2 separate regions of the Mus musculus genome follow, and region 1 is linked to region 2. Evidence: chromatin contacts called from public Hi-C data. All regions are on one chromosome and are shown on one strand. The core of a region is the stretch at or near the end of the contact, and the rest is flanking DNA. Distances in the headings are between cores, read along the strand shown. Region 1 overlaps Gna14 (guanine nucleotide binding protein, alpha 14). Region 2 holds the start of Gna14 (guanine nucleotide binding protein, alpha 14).

Region 1 (7,371 bases), core at 983-3,482, 56 kb after region 2:
GGTGGTGGAAGAGCCGGTTACAGGATAGTACAAGAGGTGTCTTGTGGGGGATTGATCAAAAGTTGCTAGAAGGTTCTGTAATGCAAGTGAAGTCCTAGAGGCAGGACAAAGCAGTTATCTGAACTTTGATTCTGTTCCCATTAATAAAATGATGTTCGTATACTCACTCCCAAAGTAGGAATTATTTCTCTAAAGAAATATGTATATACTGTGGTTTTTCAGGTGAAATAAACTACCAAAGACATCGTTAAAGATAAAGTTCACTTGACAAAAATGTACAAATGTAGAAAAAAATCAATTTATAATTTTGGGTTTAAAGGCCAAATTTAGCTGGCAGATGCTTTTTTTGGTCTTGTTTTTGTTTATTCTTTTTTAGATTTATTTCTTTTTATCTGTATGTGCTTGCATGCATGTATGTGTACCATGTATATGCCTGGTGCTCCCGGAGGTCAAAAGAGGAGATTGAACACGAGGAAGTGGAGTAACAGACAGTTGTGGGCTTCTGTGTAAGTGCTGCAAACTGAACCCAAGTTCCCTGCAAGAACAAGTGTTTTCAAGTTCTGAGCCATCCCTCTGGTCCCCAAATGTCATGCCCCCCCCCCCCCACACTTTTTTTTTCTTTTTTAAGAAGAAAGGTTTAGTTTTTTTTTAAATTTAATTTATTAAATTCCATATGTAAAACCAGAGGCTTATATGGCTATTTCTACCTTTAACATTAACAAGCAGTAAAAAGTTCACTGTGCTATTATGAGCCTGGAAAACAGTGTTATAACAGATAGCAGTAAGATCACTCCTGTCCTCAGTGAAGTAACTTAGAAACCATCACTCAGAGCAAGTCTTCTGATTCAAACAAAGACGACGCAGACACAAAATAGAAACACTATTTACTCACACAAAACACTCTCGGGTTCTGGTTTGTCTGTTTTGGATTCTTGAGAAAAGTCTCACTAGGTAGCCCAGGCTAGCCTCGAACTCTCCAAGTAGCCCGAGCTGACCTTATACGTGTGGTCCAACTGTTTTTGACTAGAGGGCCAGAGACCCTATTTTCGAGCCATTTGTGTTGATATCTCAGTGTGGTCCAGTTTTAACCTGATGGCCCGCACACAGGAAACAAAGCTAAGTCCTCTCCCACAGCAAAATGTTCTTGGGATGACCGTCCTAAGTCAGTGTCTCTTCATGGCGAACATAATCCACAATGTCTGCTTGTTGGAACACCACAATTGCCACAAGGTCCACTTTTCTGCCCTTTGCTGCCACCCCAAAACCCAGAGGAATATCCGCCATGGAATAAACCACTTCTCCCTGGTACTGACACGTGTTTTCAGTAATTCTAACCAGACTGGATTTCAACACATGGTTTCCATATAAGAAGGACTGCTCTGCTCCCGGCTTTATCCACACTTTATATTTGGCATAGGGTGCAGGGTAATCCAGAGCTGTAATGTGCAAATGGAACTTGGGGGTCTTAGTAAACTTTCCAAAACGCGTCCCCAGCTCCTCAGCAACACTAGCTTATCTCTGGAGATGTTGGCGGCCAGCTTCAGCATCATCTCACTCACATAGTACACTCGGTCGGTCGTTGTGCAGCTGGAAACAGTAAGTGCCGTCGGGTCTGTCCACCAGGAGTTGTAGATTCTCTCCAGTGTATTTCGCAATCTTCTCAAACATTACCCGGATCTCTTCTTCAGTCAAAGGCCTCATTTTCCCCGCTAGTTTGGCTCCTGGGACCCTTGTGTCTGGAGAGCTGGAAGCGGAAGTCAAAGGTTTAGTTTTTAAATTATTGTTATTTATCCACGGAGACCAGAAGGTGTCAGGCCTCCTGCAGCTGAAGTCCCAGTGGTTAGGAACCTCCTGAGGTGCTGCGAGCTGAACTCCTGTTTTCTGCAAGCACAGGGAATGCTCTTAACCGCGGAGCTCTCTCCAACTCTAAATGCCACTAGGAATTTTGGAGAGGAGGTGATGAGGGTCTCCTCAGAATTCCACGGACACTAGACACAATGGTTAGGCAGTTCTGCATCTGTCCATAGCTACCCTCATAGAGAGGACAACTGTGGTCAGACTCAAAATGTCTTTTGTGTGTTTTGTTTTTAATTTCCACCCTGTCAACTCACAATATGCAATAAAAACGATGAAAGTCACAAATGGAAGTTTACAGGAATTTCATAAGCTTAGAGTAATTTATTTTGGCGTCTGGACTGAGAGGAGTCCAAAGTTCCCGAACTAGGGGTTTGTGTGGCCTGCTGACCTGGGCAGTAACCCGAGCTTGCTTTTCTTCCCGGCTGCCCCTCCTGTCCTAACCCAACCTAGTTGGTAAGCCTTGCCTTTATTTTCTGAGCAAATTCACAAAACAAAGGAGATGCTGTCTTTTCAGGCGTTTGGGGGGAATTACGCCAATTAGAGATGGGGTGAGGCTCTTAAGCATTTCCCAGATTCCTAAGTGCTGCCTGGCAATTTCTGAGCATCCATTCATGTGCAATTTGTGCAAACAAGTTTCAGGTGCTAGTGCCGGAAGAAACCCAAGGGTATTCTAATTCAACGTGCTCCACAGAGCTGTGAAAACCCTGGCCTGGCAGTTAGTGGTGTTTCCATAAACACAGCCAATGGTTTCTTAATGTAATTAATTAATTTTTCATGTGTATGAGTGCTTGACTGCCTGTATGTATAGATGTGTATCACATGCTTGCCTGGTGAAGAGGGGTTCCAAGAGTCCCCTTGGAACTAGAGTACACACAGTTGTGACTACCATGTGGATGCTGGGAACCAAACCCAGCTGATCTGCAAGAGAAGCAAATGCTCTTAGTCACTGAGCCATCTTTCCAGTCCTATGCCAGTGGCTTTTGAGTACATCCTGGAAACTGCTCAGAGCCTGAGAATACAAAGACTAGCAGGACAAGGCCTCTGACTTTACCCAGTTCAATGCCTTGAGGGGATTTCGGAAATACAGACAAATATCCAGGCCATCGCAGACACACTGTGCAATGAGGGAAGTGGAAGGCATCAAGCGATAGCAGTGGAGTAATGAATTCAAATCTTGTGGCAAACTGGGACAAAGCAATAGAGATCTATTTTGGAAAAGTTCTGTGTCTAGTGTGCCAGAGAGAACAAAAGGAAATCCAGATCTAACTGCTGTAAAAGATGGGTGAGTAAACCCTCATCAGATGATGGCTTGAGCTTCAAGTTCAAGGTGATGGGCAAGCTCTCCAGAGAGTCAGATGGATGGTCCAGGATTAGACTTTACTCTGGTGGGTAAGGAGAGATAATGATATCTTTGATAGAAACTAACTGAAGAGAGGGAAAGGGTGTGAAATCGTTGAGGGTAGTGATAAGGATGAGAGACAAGTAGATTTGAAACAGAAGCAGAAAAGCAACTGGTGCCTTTCCATACTGTCACTGAGGAAGCACACCAGTCAAACATGTTCCACAGTTATCTGGGGACTTATTTTGTGCCTGAAAGCTTTGGGTGTAATGAGCAAACATGGGGAAGGGACAGTGTAATGAGATGTTCCCCTTTAAGTCTTGGGCATTTGAGAACTTGGTCCCCAGTTTGTACCTGTTTGGGAAGGATTAGGACCAGGGCCTTGTTGAAGGAGTATGTCACTGGGGTCGGCTTAAGGTTTCAAAAGGCTCGTGCCATTCCCCAGTGTGATCCAGAAAGTATCCCAGGAGAGAATGTGTGGAGGAGCAACGAGGGTTTTGAGAAATCCAAGGTGTTCATAAATGCCAGGAAATTGACTTGATCTGAAGTTATGGTCAGAGAGTGGATTGTTACAGACTAAGATTTCAAAAGTAGAAGTCTCCAGTGTCCATCAAGGTCTGAAGTCTCCTATTTCTAATGTACATCTTTGTTGACCTTCATATTTATTAAATATAGGAGAGGCAAGCCACCATCAGATGAAGTTGAATGTTTGGCCAAAGATAACGGTCCACCGGGGATGTGGACTGCAAGGCTTGTTTGTGCTCAGGTATTCTGGGCCCTAAGGATTGGACAACAGTGTCAAACCGTGAGACTTGAGTCAGTCACTTGAGATTCAACTATAGTGACCTGTTTTCGTCATTAATCATTTATTTCTTTAGAGACAGGATCTGACCAGATAGCTTTGCCAACCCCAGAGCCAAAGGACTTCACCTCATCTTTCCCTTGAAAGTGGTCCTTCCGCAGTCCAGCCCACATTGTAGCCATCTGGCAACTGGATTTAGATCCACAGCAACTGTTTATAGAGGGAAATACCTCCTAGCATTTTGAATGTGCGAGGCAGGGACACATGTTGTAGTATTCATATGCTCACAAAGTAGGCACTGCTGCTATTCACTGTCCATGTGAGGAAAGTAAGGCACACAATGGTTAAATCACTCACTGGTGTGTACATAGTCAAGAGATGTCAGTGTGGAGAGGTCTTCCCTTGCATCCAGGCCCTTCACCTTTCTCTTAGGTTGTCCCTGAAAGAGTTAGGTACAGGTATGATTCTTGAAAAGATACCACAATTATATGGTTTCCTCCTGCAACCTGTCCCAGCTGAACTCGTGACAGGGGTTTCCTGCACACCCTGGAAATGAGTGTCCTTTCTTTCCTGCAAATTTTCCCCTCACATGCTCTTGCAGAGTCTGTGAAATAGGCATGGGGAGCTAGCCCTCCTTAGAGGGAATGCTAGCACTATGGTGACAGGGATAAATAGGAGTGTTGCGGCAAACCAGGACAGAGGCAGGTGAGCTACAGGGTCACTTTCAATTAAGTGAAAAATAAGGAAAGCAGGAAGTAGAACCATAATATTTCTAACTCACCCAATATTGCCAGATGAAGGCAAGTTTCCCAAAGGGCCTGCTTCATTAAATGGGCATGGATAGCTGGACTGACACGTGACACAACAGGATATGGAATTACCTTGCAGAGGGGAGCAGCAGCTGGGACAGGACAAACAGGCCACTTGACAATGGGAGAAACTACTTCTTGCTGTTGGCTTATAGACACGAGTCAGCAGACCCAAAGGCATCAGTGAGTCCAGCTTACTACTGTATGACAGTCAGTCATTGAAATGCCTGCGACTGGGAAAGAGCCATGAACAGCCGCCCTCAGTAGCAGAGCAAGCAGCCTCTGAAAACCCAGGAGCAGAGGGCTTGCAGGCGTCCAGATTTCCTTTCCAGTTTGCAAAGCTAACATCACTTTATGAAACTAGAGAGGCTGATTTTGAGAAATTGAAAGAATGTGACCCTTAGGGTCACCTTTCAGCCCCAAGTACCAACCTGGACAATCCAATACTGCTTGCTTCCAAATCTTTATGTGGAAAGAGTCAGGACTTGGGATGCCCCTCCCCGTTTCTAGCTCTTCTGGACTCAGGGGTGCTTGCTTTGGGAGAGGAACTGGGGCGCACGGGGCAGGGTGTGCGCTTTTAGTGTTCACTAAAGTAGTCTCAGCTCAGAGTGAGCATCCTCCCCACCTGCTCTGTGCTTGTCTCAGCCATACCCAGCCTCAACGTGAAGATGCCTGTGTAGTAGTCTACCCAAAGGCCAGACACATTGTCTGGTACCCCAACATTAAAGGAGTGCAGAGGGATGGTACTGAAGGCCCTCAGCTCCAACTTCTAGGACGGAATGGCCCAGAGGATAGAACAGATTTGTCTCAGAAATTACTTCAGGCATGACAGCCGGTGTCACACTGTCAAATGAGATAAGGGCCACAACATTCTCTAGATCTCCAAGTCCGTTTTGGGTTCAATTCAGTTTCAAAGGATTTCTCAGTAGCCAAGACTGGGAGCTCTAGCTTCACTGGAGTCTTTTGGGTGGACTTGCAGTATCTGCCCTTCCCCGACCCCCCCCCCCCCCCGACTCAAATGGCCCATTCTGTCCTGGGGTGGTGCTTAGTGTTTATCAACTAGACACAGCTAGGGTTCTCTGGAAAGAAGAAACCTAACTGAGAAGACGCCTTCATCAGGTTGGCCTGTAGGCAAGTCTGTGAGACACTTTCTTGGAAATGGTTGATGTAAGAGGGCCCACTCCACTGTGTGCGGTCCTACCCCTGGGTGTGTGCTCTTGGGTTGTGTAAGAAAGCAGGTTGAGTCGTGAGGAGCAGTCTAGTGAACAGCGTTACTCCACAGCCTCTGCTTCAGTTCCTGCCTGCAGGTTCCTGCCTTGAGTGCCTGGGCTAACTTCTCTCAGGGATGGATTGTGACCTGGGGCATGTAAGCTGAATAAATACTTTCTTCCTCATGTTACTTTGGGTCAGAGTGCAAACGAGGGCACCTGGCAGTGACTGTTCAGCTTTTGCATTTTCAGCCCATTCTTTCATAAGGATGAGATGTGCACAAGTGTGTGGCTATGCAGTGTAGTCCTCTCCCCCTGCCTAAACATGACCTGAGCCAGGGCATTAACAATGGACATGCAAAAGTGGGTGGGAAAATATACATAATGTATATATGCATGTAATAACAATTTAAAAAGAGGGCACAAATTTGAAAGAAGGAGAGGAGGGGTAAATGAGAAGGGGTGGAGGGAAGAAAGGGAAGGGGAAATGTAGTCTCAAAATAAAAGAAAACATATTTGAGTCTTATTATTGAATTATACAGTAGGGAGCTTCCGATGGGAACAAGGCAGGCACGAGAGGCGTTAGGACAGTTGTCACTGTTTATACTGAGGATCTGGGTAGAGTGCCACGAAAATATTTTCTTTACTGTTACTGAGATTTTTGAAACTGTTGTGCATCTTAGGGCAGCTGTGCTGATCTTCATTTTCAGACTTTGGCATGGTGACAACACACGGTTTTTTCAATACTTGGACTGACTGATTTGGTTCACCGCCGTAGCTATTCCAACAGCTGAGTTTCGTGGGAAGCCCTATGTAGATGTCGACTGAGATCTTATTCTGGGCAAGGTCTTTCACTGTCCCTACAGCAGTGGTTCTCAGCCTGTGGGTCACAACCCCTTAGGGTCAAATGACCCTTTCACTGGGTGGCCAGAGACTTTTGGAAAACACAGATACTTACACTATGATTCATAACAGTAGAAAAATTACAGTTATGAAGTAGCAATAAATATAATTTTATGGTTGGGAGGGCACCACAACACGAGGAACTGTATTAAAAGGGTTTCAGCATTAGAAAGGTTGAGAACCCTGTCCTAGACAAACCATAGGTTTCTAAACTACACCAGGAGCCAATGAAGCAAAGCAGGTCCAGTGCGCCTCCAGTTAAAGGTGGGGCTATCTCAATCTGGTGTCCAGCATCATGCTTTGTTCTGCCCACCACCTTTTGCCTATTCTGACTTCTGACAGACTTCACACTACACTGTATACACTCCACGATGAAGGAGAAACACTTTTCAATTCTTTTTAAATTTGGATCTTTATTAATTCCATGAGAATTTAAGACAATGTGTTCTGATC
Region 2 (6,546 bases), core at 3,858-6,357:
GCTAGAGATTGTTTCATTGGCCAAAACTAACCAAAAGTTAAAGATGTTTTAAGGAAGACAAGCTGGATCACGGACACTGTGTCCCCAACACAGAACAGTGTGACACTACAAACAAGAATGAACCAGAGGTAGCTGTCCCCAACACAGAACAGCATGACACTACAAACAAGAATGAACCAGAGGTGGACATGCTATTCCTGAATGAGGCAGAAGAAGAGAGAAAACATACTGTCATCAATGTGACAGCGTTCCTCTGTGTATGTTCTTATTTATGCTTATCTATGATTTTAAGAGCACAACAGTGTACAGAAGGGTGTGTGTGTGTGTGTGTGTGTGTGTGTGTGTGTGTGTGTGTGTGTGTGACTGTATTAGAGTGTCAGTATTTGTTTACTCAGAAGAGTGGCAAGAGTGTGAAGCAAGCAAAATTGAAAAGAAAGTCAGCAAGATAAAAACCTCCAGATTGTCTTCTTAAAGATTTCCATTTCTTCAGTTCTTTAAGTCCTCAACTCTCATAAAAAGTCAGATACGCAAACCAATGGATACCCATTCCTGGCTATTCACAGCCATGTGTGCTAGATGACAGCCTTCTGTGTCCATTGTTCTTGCTCTCCCCATTGGACACATTGAATAAACAGTCTGCGGGCTTCCAACAGAGAATAGTGTGGAGCAATACATTGACATGCTGATTCCCATAGAAAAATAGATGCTGTGCACACCAGTTATTATTCCCCTCATCTACACAGCCAGCACTACTCCATCAGTCTTCACCTGCTGAGCTGCAGATGATGATAAGAGTGGGTCCCAGACTGAGGGGGAGAGAGTCAAGCCGCTTCAGAGAACACAGTGAACTTGAAAACTGAATGGAAAACTGGAAACACATCAGACTCAATAAAATGAATAGGGAAAGCAGGAGTCATTCCCACTCTGTGCCGGCTGTGGAGGAGCAAGCCCATTGACCTTGACGCTAAGAGTTACTGCCCACACGTGCACTCAGGCCATCTCTATGATCATCGCACACAGATATGCTCATCTGGGGCGCCAGGGCAGGGTGCGGATGGCGGTGCCAGGGCAGGGTGCAGATGGCAGGTGCTTCACTGTCATCTCTTTATACCTTGACTCTTTTTTCTTTAAAGAAATACTGGTCATTCCCAGGAATGAGTCACAACTGCAGCTGGAAAACTGACATAAAGCTTCAGAGCCATTAGCTTTGCAAACATCCACTGGGTTGCTCTTTTATGCAATCTCTCTCTCTCTCTCTCTCTCTCTCTCTCTCTCTCTCTCTCTCACACACACACACACACACACACACGCATGCACACACACACACACTTTTATTCTCTGTTTCTCTGTTCGTGTACATGTGTGTGTCTGCATATATATGTGTGTGTTTCTGTGCATGTAGATATTTAGGTGTGGATACCCAAGCTCTAGGACTCACAAATATGAGAAAATGTTCTATTTCTATGTCAGTATTTGGCTTATTTTGCTTAATATGGTCATCTGTAGTTACATCCATTTTTCTAATAAACAATATACTTTGATTTTATGGGTGAATATATATATATATATATATATATATATATATATATATAAAACATATTTATCTGTTGGTAGACTCCTAAATTGGTTGCATGCCCTGGCTGTTGTGACTATGTGACTATGCATCAGTAAACATGAATGTGCAGACCCTGGGATACAGTAACTTAGAGTGCTCCATGTGTATCCCTAGAAACAGCACACCTGAATCGCATAGTACTTCTTAAATTCTCAGGTAATATATTTCTCAAAGAGAACAGCATCTTTCCAGCTCTCTGATGTACCTTTCCTTATAGCTCTGCATTACAACCGGGGAAGTAATTTTCTCTACGGGGAGAGTGGGCAGCGTACATGGGCAACCTCTTTCTAAAGCAGGTACTCATATTCTGGCTTCCACCTTCTCCGTCTTCACTTTATCATCAGCATTGTGATGGTTTGTATATGCTTGGGCCAAGGAGTGTCACTATGAGAAGGTATGGCCTTGTTGGAGTAGGTGTGTCATTGTGGGTGTGGGCTTAAGACCCTCACCTTAGCTGCCTGGAAGTCAGTCTTCCACTAGCAACCTTCAGATGAAGATGTAGAAATCTCAGCTTTGCCTGCATCATACCTGGCTAGATGCCACCGCCACCACCACCACCACCACCACCACCACCACCATCACCACCACCACCACCACCACCACTTTATACTACAAGTAGAATCATCTTAGGTGATTTTCCCACCCTTGGTTTCAGTTTTGTGCATCCTGGCTAAGACTTGCTAGTATAAGACTAGCAGGTTAAACAAGAAAAACTACCTGTGAGTAACATGAATTAGCAGATATAGACAGGTGTGCTAGGGTGGGATGGGATGGACGAAGGCTTCTAATGGAGGAGTGGAGGTGTCTTCTCAGAAGAGATGTGCTTGGAAAAGAAGTGACCTAATTTTGCTTGAAGTAAGAGATGGCATTCCTGGAAAAGGGGACAGGGTGCACCAACGCCTTCAGAGGACACAACAGTACATTTGTCTGAGATTCGTTAGCAGGGCAGGCAAGGAAGTTAAGCTAAAGGAGATACACGATCTTTGGCTTCTGAAAGCCACTATCATGGAATGATGCTTCTTATGGAAAACAAGATAGTGAGGTCTCAACTTTAATTCTTTCGGGTGGGCCACAGCTCAGTACATCTTGTTACCAGAATCCCCAGCACCTGGCATTAGGCTGGCATTAGGCTGGCAGGGGCCCAGTGAGCATCCTAAGGACCCGTACAGTTATCTGACTGTGAAGCTCAGCACTTGGCAGCCAAGATGGGGGCTGTGAGTAATGAGGTGCAACTAAAGTAGATGGGAATGATGAGGAGAAGTGTTGCCCATGAGTAAGCGCTTCCTTTAAAGCCAGCCTTTCCTGGAAAGGTGCTTCAAATATCATGTCATGAAATCATCCTGATCTCGTACCCTAGGTCTGAGAGATGATGTGAAAGAGAAACAAATAAGTACAGGAATAGGAAACTAACTGCCTTGTGCTGTCCGTTGTATGGTTCTCAGGAGCTTTTGATGTCCCCCAAAATAAAGTTCACATTTATTTTAACATCTTTAAAAATGTGTTTTATGTGTATGGGTATTTTGCCTACATGTATGTCTGCACACCACATGTGTGCAGCACATGCAGAAGCAAGAAGAGGGTGTTGAATTCCCTGGAACTGGAGTTTACAGTTGTGAGCCACCTAGTGGGTGCTGGCAATGGAACCTGGTCCTAAGCCAGGGCTTTTAACTGCTAAGCCAGCTCTACAATCCCTTGCCTTTTTTTTTTTTTTTAAGTGTGAAAAATCATTGAAGAAATGATTAAATGTTAGAGTTGGGTGAGTCCCCTGAATGGATTCTAGTCCATTGCTCTGCTCACGGTTAAGGAAAGTGCAATCTAAACATGACGGGAGGGGCTTCGGGTACCTCTATCAGATAATTTAAAATCAGCCAGCCAGTTTTGACTCAGAGCAGCTAACCTTCCTGATATAAGTACTCTATGCTCTTAAAAATGCAGGTGTGTATTCTCCCCATACCATTTCCGTTGTACTGCTTATATGTTTGTGCCTTGTCTTTTCTGCCGGATGTGTTTTGAAGATTCTCCCCAGTTTGTTGTTCTTCTGTCGTCATGAGTGAACGGTGGGAATGCAGTGTACTGAGTTCGTGGCTACTCAGCTACAATGGCATATGGATGCTTCCAAGTGTTCTTATACAAGCTAGAATGGTTATGCTATCATTGGAAGGTATGATTTTTTTTCCAGTGCTGGATGTTAAATGCACAGAGGGCTTTATCACTGAGCTACATCCCCAGCCCTGAGGTAGATGGTGACACCACGATGCTGTATGCAGGCTGTCATTCACCCAAACATCCTAAGGTGTTATTCATTGGGACATAATGTTACTCATAGATCACCTTAATGGATACATAATATTGTCCTATGTGGACCAAACATAGTTAATTTGGCTTATTTCCTGCTGTTGACATTTTACTCATTGAGTTTGTATTGTTAGCTGAAGATAGAGATCTTTGCTTATAAACCTGTGGGACTTCTTCAGCACCGTGTCCTATACAAGGAATACGGGTTTGATCAAATGAATGGGAACACTGAAGGGTTCCGGTAGGTACCAAGGGTTCCGGTAGGTACCGCCAAGTTCGCCAGGGACGATCTGTCAGGATCTGTTTTGGAAGGCTAGTAACTGGAGACTGAACAGGTCAGTTATTCCAGTTAACTTGGAATTCAGATTTGCTCTGGTTTTAATATCTGTGGAAGACTAAAAGCCGTGATTGAGATGTTAGTTTGAGGAGCCAATGGTGGTGTTCTCAACACCTGTAGGAGCTAAAGGGAAAAGTGGGTGACAGATTACAGAGAGAAAAAAAATCCAGAAACTTTCCAGTAGGGGACACTGTTGTCGTCAATTATGCTTGGAAGGATACTAAAATACAGGGCATTTTAAAGCCTGATTGGTCCGCACTTCTTAAACTGTAAAGTAAATAAGACTTAGCAGCCAGATAACATTAGCTGCCAAGTTCTTATATAATGACCACAGCGCCCCACTTCTGCTTCCATTGCTCTTCACGGAGGAAGAATTAGCGTCTGATTCCGTAACCGTGCACATGTCATATGCCAACTTGAATAGAAGGCAAAGAAGATTTGCTCTGGTCCCGAGGATCCCTTATCCGCACCTTTAAATCTGCACAGACAAAATCAGAGTAGTTTGCTTTGTGCAAACTTTGTGCATTTGAGTTGTCAGGGGTTCTTTCAGATTTCCTACATCCACACGCAGAGTTCCAGGAGCTGTCCCGAGGCGGCAGTCTGGCTGCAGGGCTGGGCAGGGAACTGGCCAGGTGTGCCGGGAAGGTGCCAACTCTTTCTACAAACAGAAGTCTTTTCCATCATCAAATGCAAAGCAGCCAGCCGTTTTCCTTCACCCCTCCAGTCCCTGGCCCCCTCATCCGGTGCCAGGAGGTAGGACCGGCTGGGAGGCGTTAACTAGCCCTTTGCTCTTTTGCCAGACCCCGGAAGGCAGCTGCAGTTCCTACGCCAGCCAGCAGGCCCATCTGCACTAGGCAGGCAAACTACAAGCTGACCCAAGGCTTGCACTAAGCCCAAATTGAGTTGTGGCATCCGGGAAGCAGAGGGAGCCAGTCTAGAAACCCCAAGTGTGAGCGGTGGAGAAGCTGGTGGGCAAAGCTCAGCCTCAGGTGGGAAAAGAGGCCTGAGCCTAGCTGCTGGCATGCGGTGTGTGAACGGGCTGCAGACGTTTGGCTCGGGTCTGCTAGTGCGCTGCCTCCACCCCTGGCACTGAGGCTGGGAGTTGACGAAACTCCCTCACCTGTCGGAACCCGGATCTGGCAGCGGGAAGGGGGCTGGCAGCCAGTGTCTGCTGGTTACAGCAAGCTTGGCAAGTGGCCCTGCCTGCACTAGGGCGCCACCGCCAAGGAGGCAGGTGTGAGACTACTCTGCGACCCAGCCTCTTGTTGCTATCCTTTGTCCCCAGGCACCGTCGGCTTGGGGTAGGACTTCAGGCAACTCCTGCAGCCTTGGCTGCAGGTTCGAGACGCTCCGCCCCCTCCTGTCACATAGAGCGGTCAGTGCTGGAGGAACCTTCCATTCCGCAAAAGTCTACGGGTTGAGGTTTTCGGAACTTTGCAAACAGGGACTAGCTGGCCCTTTATTTGCAAGCCAGGCCACACCTGCTGCTAGCCTGCGACACCCTACAGTCCCGGAGAGACCATTCTAGCAGCAGCACCGACGCCCCAACTTTTGATTCGCGGTGTGCGTTGCCTACCTGGGTACCCAGCTACAGTGTCCGGGGACGCACATCTTCTGGAGACAGCGCCAATCACACTGCCCAGTTCGCTCTTCTCTCCCTCCCAAGCGCGGGGTTGGGTGCCTGATCCCGGACCACACAAGCGCTCAGGACTCGCCTGACCTCGGAACTGCCTTCGAGAAAGCGTTAGCCTAGGAGATCCGAGCCTCTTTCTCCATACCATAGTTGGTTCAGGTGGTTTCCTCTTCAAACCTTGCGTCTGGCGCGGATAATCCGCGCGGCCGGGCGTTAAGCTCCAGGTCCCTGTCGCTCCGTCGAGGTGGCAAGCCATGGCCGGCTGCTGCTGTTTGTCTGCGGAGGAGAAAGAGTCTCAGCGCATCAGCGCGGAGATCGAGCGGCAGCTTCGCCGCGACAAGAAGGACGCGCGCCGGGAGCTCAAGCTGCTGTTGCTGGGTGAGTGGCCGCCTTTATCCAGCGCGCAGCTCTGGTGTTCTCGTCCCGGCTCTTTCCCGTCCCAACAAGCCTGCCGGGTGGCGTGCTGAGTTTCTCTATGTCCCTTCAGGGAACCGGTCTTTTTGCACCTGGGGAGCTGGGCCACCTTCGATCGTAGACTCCTGATATCTCAGAGCAGGCCAGGGCTCAACTCCTGGACCCTTGTCAGTTTCTCTCCCCCCCCCCCCAACCCGGGGCCTGCTCGCTTTTGCCCTTGGGCTCCCAGCAGGCGGCTGCTGCGGGAACCCC

Evidence for each region. Hi-C and Micro-C count contacts between places; a contact is called where the count stands out from the background.
Region 1: a contact with region 2 is called in a Hi-C map of liver, with 2.7 times the contacts expected there. A contact is called at or near these places in 4 of 39 promoter capture datasets (hippocampal neurons, liver and macrophages), 15 of 484 Hi-C or Micro-C datasets (the HL-1 cell line, embryonic stem cells, group 2 innate lymphoid cells and 3 more), 4 of 130 datasets of targeted methods (the HPC-7 cell line, bone marrow-derived macrophages, embryonic fibroblasts and 1 more) and 4 of 9 other capture datasets (adipose tissue, embryonic stem cells, liver and 1 more).

What each region holds. Positions count from the first base shown.
Region 1 is chr19:16,489,364-16,496,734 of GRCm38.p6, forward strand. All of the region lies in intron 1 of Gna14 (guanine nucleotide binding protein, alpha 14), which reads left to right. It also overlaps the pseudogene Gm8222. Among named protein-coding and RNA genes, the nearest start is that of Gna14, 57 kb to the left of the region's middle.
Region 2 is chr19:16,430,560-16,437,105 of GRCm38.p6, forward strand. Gna14 (guanine nucleotide binding protein, alpha 14) reads left to right here and starts at 5,108. Exons shown (of 7, transcript NM_008137.4): 1 at 5,108-6,258. The coding sequence starts at 6,135.